Linked DNA regions of Mus musculus: region 1 is linked to region 2. The links are chromatin contacts, called in public HiChIP or PLAC-seq maps. All regions are on one chromosome and are shown on one strand. Each heading gives the region's core, a stretch centred on a gene start, on an enhancer-like site or on the middle of the called end of the contact. The rest is flanking DNA. Distances are from core to core; before and after follow the strand shown.

Region 1 (2,700 bases), core at 37-2,536, 240 kb before region 2:
AAAAAAAATGCAAGCATGGTTCATTATCAGAAAATGTACATTCATGTAGTGGACTACTGGTTACCATAATACAATAAAGGAAAAAACTGTGTGATTGTCTCAATGGATACTGAAAAAAAACATTAAACAAATACAAGCTATTTGTGTGTGTGTGTGTGTGTGTGTGTGTGTGTGTGTGTGTGTATAATTCAGCTGAAGATAACTGTCTAAAACCTTAAGACCCTGGGTCTGATCTCCAGCACAACAAGTAAGTCTTACCATGAGCAGAAATATAAATAAATATAAATATAAATAAAATCTTACCATGAGCAGAAATATAGACTGGAGGAAAGAAACGACTATCATAATGTTTTTAAAGTAGCTGAGTTTATTTAAGAAAGTAATTTTAAAAAAAAAGAGAGAGAGAGTCTGTGGCAGGAGTGGACCATCAGCAAACCTCCTCCCCTCTAGATAGTTTTACCTCTATTATCATTCATGGATGCCTTGAAGAAACTAGCCTACTATCAGCCAGCATTCTCACAAAGGAGAGGGAGAGTGTGACTTAGCACAGGCCTTGCAGTCAGACAGTCTTGGGTTAGGATCTTCTGCCATCCCTGGGCTCAGTTACTTTCAACAAGTTACTGAGCTTCTGAGCCTCTGCTGCCTCGTGAACAAAATGAAGTGGATTAAATAACAAGCAGTCCACACATGGAATTTAAGAAATAGAGCTGTTTCATGGGTTCCTTGGCTCTACTCTGGGAAGAACAATAAAAATCTGAAACAATTTAAGGAAAAGCAACATATAATCTTTACACTTTAATAATGCATTTATTCATTTGAGATTTGAACTATATTGGAAAAGTCAGGGTAATAAAGGAATAGTGTTTCTATCTGCCTTTCGTCCTGTTTAACTTATTCGTATGTGTGTGCATGTGTGTGTGCGAGAGTGAGTAAGCGCATGTGTAAGTGTATGTTTGTATGGGGGGATGAGAGAGAGAGAGAGAGAGAGTGTGTGTGTGTGTGTGTGTGTGTGTGTGTGTGTGTGTGTATTCATGTGCACATAGTAAAGTCTTAACTCATTGAGTGTCTTCCTCAATCAAATTCAACTAGACTGGCTACCCAGTGGGTAAACCACCAGGACTCTCCAGACTCCACCCTACCCCCTGGCCCCCAATGTTGGGGTTACAGGTACATATCACTGGGTATAGTGATATACCCAACCTTTTCTGCAGGTGCTAGGGATCCAAACTCACACCCTCATGCTTACACAGCAGGTACTTTCTGCAGTGAGTCATCTTCCCAGGCCTGTTTGTCCAGGAAAAACCTGTGGCAGTCAACAGTCTCTATATACCTATGGGATGAGTCACTTAGTCAATAGTATGTGTGATCCCTGAATCTGTAAAAGCTTAGTACTTTCATTCTTTACAGTTGGCACATTTTAAGACAAAGGAGCCAAGGGGATGGCTTAGTGTAGTACAGGACTTGCTGTGCAAGTCTGGCAGCCTGAGTTAATATCCTTGGAACCCACAAGAGCTAGATGAGGTGCAGCTTACATCTATCAGAAGAATCACCAAAGCTCACAAGAACAGCAACAGGACAGAAACAAAAGGTAACCCAGCCTCAATAGCAGAGAAAACCAAGTCCTGGAAGTTATCCTCCGACCTCACAGCCACATTAGGGCAAGCACATGCCTGCACCCTCACATAGACCATAAACCACATACATAGAAACATAACAAATAAACAAGAATTATTAAGACAGTGAAATATATCACAGATTACATCTGTACTTTTCTCCTTTTTGAAACACTTAGGAAAAGAATAAACTGTTATCTTCTAAAAATAGTACACAACTTTAATCCCTCATCTCAGGAGCCAGAGACAGGTGAATTTAAATTTAAAGAAGTCAGCTTGGTCTACATAGTGAAACTGTCTCTCAAAGCAAAACAAGTCATTACTGTCCGAGAGTCACACTTCTTTCTGGAGAACCTGACTATAAAATGAACATACCTTCAGAAACCATGAAATCTGCAATAAGAAAGTAACAGGGTGATCTTGGGTGAGTTGGTTTGTCAAGGATTGGTCTTTTTATCTATATAATGAGTTTATTACTGATGGTGTACACCTGCAATCTTGGGATCAGGATTTTAGGCCAGCTTTGGCTATATATGCAGCTCAAAGTTAACTTAGGCCGCATGAGACTCTGCCTCAAATGTGAGAGCTTATTTTAAATGAGCAGAATCTTTACATTGGCATTCTCAGAATTACATGGTGTCTTAGTCAGGGTTTTATTGCTGCGACAAAAACCATGACCAGTAGTAAGTTTTGGAGGAAAGGATTTATTTGGCTCACAAGTCCACATTGTTTCTCATTACTGAAGGAAATCAGGACAGGAACAGGCAAGAGTTGATGAAGAAGACATGGAGGGGTGCCTCCTTTTTGGCTTGCTCTCATGACTTGCTCAGCCTGCTTTCTTATAGAACCCAGTATCACCAGACCAGGGAGGTACTACCCACAATAGACTAGAACCTCCCCCATCAATTACTAACTAAGAAAATGCCTTACAGCCAGATCTTATGGAGGCACTTTCTCAGTTAATGTCCCTCCTTTTAGGTAACTAGTTTTTGTGTCAAGTTGACATAAGACTAGCCAGCAAACATGGTAATATTATGTATATACATGCTAGTAATGTATATGTGATCTCCCTGGGCCCTCTGAGCTC
Region 2 (2,700 bases), core at 87-2,586:
GTGGTGGTCCCCATGCTGACCCTCATCTAGGCCTGGGCCCTCTGCCAAGTGCCCCTGTGGGATGGGAGGAGTGAGGCAGTGGGTAAGAGTTGGTGGTTGTTTCTATGCATTCTGGCTGCCCTCTGGGCTGCCTCCCTTCTTCCCATGCTGCACGCCCAACTCTTTCCCTGGGTTTGAGATCGAACTGACTGCTTGGGTGAGAAGTGTCCTCTTTAAAGAGGCTCTTTATTGACCAACCGAAGTATAGACTTTTCTGCTGGACAATCTGCATGGGCATCACCCCCTCGCCTGCATGTACCCACAAAGGGGTCCAGAGCCAAGGCTCCTGCATTCATTGTCCCTCTCTGTGCTCAAGGAGGTCCATTCCAGGAAGAAAAGGTCTGTACCTTAGGCAGATAACAGAGAAGATAATGGAAGAGGCAATTGGTCATAGTCTTGGTTCCCTCCCACCAAACAACTGCACATTATCTGCATTGGGGGGGGGGGTAGATTTCAGCTCCTTGGGTGACCTTCAGGAGGCACAGGAGCTGGGAAAAGAGAACTACAGAGTATGGAGCCAGCTGAGAAGAGAACAAACGCATGGGTGCTGGTGCTTGAATTTAGCCAGGCTCCTCAAGCACTTGTGCATGCCTCAGACCCTGGACCCTAGACCCTTCCTGCCCTGCAGCCTGCAGTGCCAGCCAACAGATACCTTCATCACAGGGTTTGGTTTTGCTGGCTTGAAGACAACAAATGGTCTTAGAGCTCTTTGAGACCCATAGCTTCATGTGGCTGCTCCAGCCCCACTTCTTAGCGTTCTTACTCCACTTCTGGGGCTAATGTCAGCATCTATAGACTATTAATAGACTATTTAAAAAACAAACCACCTTTTAAACAGGAAATGGAAGGCATTTGATGCAGAACTTTTGCATGATGACATAGAAATAATTTAAAATAGTGTTTGTTCTGAATGTTGGTAGTCCCTTCATAGCTTTGTTACAATGAAACCTTGAAGATATTTAATAAAATAACCTTTAAACAGTCCATTGTGTTATTGCTGTTGGAGGCTCGTAGCCGTGGGCTTAGATTTTAGCAGCCTGCGTGACAAGGCTTCACTAGGAGACGAACATCTTTTTGCCCATTCCCTTGGGGAGCAAGGAAGAAAACTTCTCATAAACTCAGCCTGGGCTGCTGTATTGGGGGGTGGCAGGGAGGAAGTAGCCTCTTAGGCGGTGGGCCGAGTCTTCGCCCCGCCCCAGGCGGAGGTGGCCCCGCCCTTGGTACGCGGGCTCCCTCCTCCGCGGGTCTGAGTGGACAGGCCTGGGCCCTGGGCCCGCCCCGACGCTCCGCAGACTGTGCCACCCGGCGTGGAGGACGGGGTCCACCCTGGTGGGCTGAGCGCGAGGCCGGAGGGCTGGGAGGCTGCGGCTGGGCTGAGCACTGCGGAGGGCCGTCGGCTTATCCCAGGTCCCGGTCACGCAGCGGCCACGCTCGGGGAGCGCGCGGACCTGAGCGGGCACCACGAGCCGCAGCGCGCCGCCTCCCCCTGGTGGGAGCGGTACTTGAGCCCGACTGCGGCGGAGCGTTCGCTCGGAGATGGCGGAGCCGCCGCGACGCGGCCCGAGGCCCCGCGAGCAGGGAAGCCGGGCAGCCCCGGGACGCGGCAGGGCCCGGGGACAGCGGGGACGCCGCCCACTCCACCGGGTGAGCCATCTTTGAGAGCAGTCTCCCGTCCACGGTCGCCCTCGGTTTTCGCGATCAGACTTCCTGCGAGTGTCGCCACCGAAACCACCCGCAGGGTCGTCCTGGGCGACCACCCATCTGGCCCTGTGCACCCTGCCCCGAGTCCCAGCCGCTGGCCTCCCCTCAGTTGCCTTATTCTGGCCACTCCGCCCAGGGCACACGGGGTTCTTAAACCCAGTGCCTGTCTGGATGCCAACTCTCGGCCGCACCCCTGCCCCTTTCCCTCCAGCTCCCCCACCTGTGGGCTCCCCATTTCCCGTAGTTCCCGCAGGAGGGTCCTTCTATCCTCAAGGTCAGGTCCTTCCTCCCACAGCGTGGCCCCTGTTGTTTATTCCAGTGGTGGGCCCACACCTCCAGCCCACCCTGACCCTGTATTTGCTGCCCACTTTGGCAGACGACCCTTAGGTTTCTCCTTCCTCAGAAACTTTCCACTGCCACACACATGTTCTTCCTCCAACTTAGTCATCCCACTGCTCCCCCACCAAAAGTTCTCACATGATCCCCTCTCTAAATCTCACTGGCTTCCTCTAGGTATGAAGCTAAAATACAGTGGTTACAACACAGGAGGTTGACAGGCCTGACCTTTGAATCCCAGTTCATCCACAAACGGAGCTTTGTAATCTCGGGTAAGTTACTAAACTTCTCTGGGCCAGAAATTATGCGTGTGTAAAATGGAACTACTACTAGTTATATGTGTTTTCATAACTGTTAGAGCTGACATTAAATACAGGTGCTTCTTGCATTTACTGATAAACTTTTAAGATATCCTAAACTACTGACCACAAGAGCTTATCAGTTTGTGCCCTCTGCTCAGTGACGCCAGTTGCTTCACCTTCTGTTTGTGTGGCTGAGCAAGTACTTGCAGTGTGTCTCAAATGAAAAGTATTGTTGGGGCTGGAGAGGTAGCTTAGTGGTTCCAAACTTCCAAAGGCCCTGAGTTCAGTCCTCAGCACCCACATGGTGGCCTACAATCTGATG

The links. HiChIP or PLAC-seq counts read pairs in DNA pulled down with a chosen protein or histone mark.
Region 1: an HNF4G HiChIP or PLAC-seq map of pancreatic cancer cells shows a contact between it and region 2. The contact joins the enhancer-like site here to the promoter of Ndst2 in region 2. A contact is called at or near these places in 7 of 39 promoter capture datasets (the HPC-7 cell line, the SN4741 cell line, cranial neural crest and 4 more), 3 of 115 datasets of contacts at active chromatin or transcription factors (bone marrow-derived macrophages, large pre-B cells and pancreatic cancer cells) and 3 of 9 other capture datasets (adipose tissue, liver and pancreatic islet).

What each region holds. Positions count from the first base shown.
Region 1 is chr14:20,972,632-20,975,331 of GRCm38.p6, reverse strand. All of the region lies in intron 2 of Vcl (vinculin), which reads right to left. Among named protein-coding and RNA genes, the nearest start is that of Vcl, 45 kb to the right of the region's middle. Within about 2 kb of position 1,286, at least 58 of the 459 cell types and tissues checked have an H3K27ac peak or open chromatin away from gene starts, as enhancers often do. A contact at or near this core is called in pancreatic cancer cells, where this site is marked.
Region 2 is chr14:20,733,198-20,735,897 of GRCm38.p6, reverse strand. It overlaps Ndst2 (N-deacetylase/N-sulfotransferase (heparan glucosaminyl) 2), which reads left to right and starts at 1,336. Exons shown (of 15, transcript NM_010811.2): 1 at 1,336-1,683; 2 at 2,254-2,348. Camk2g (calcium/calmodulin-dependent protein kinase II gamma) reads left to right here. Exons shown (of 21, transcript NM_001360186.1): 21 at 1-1,025.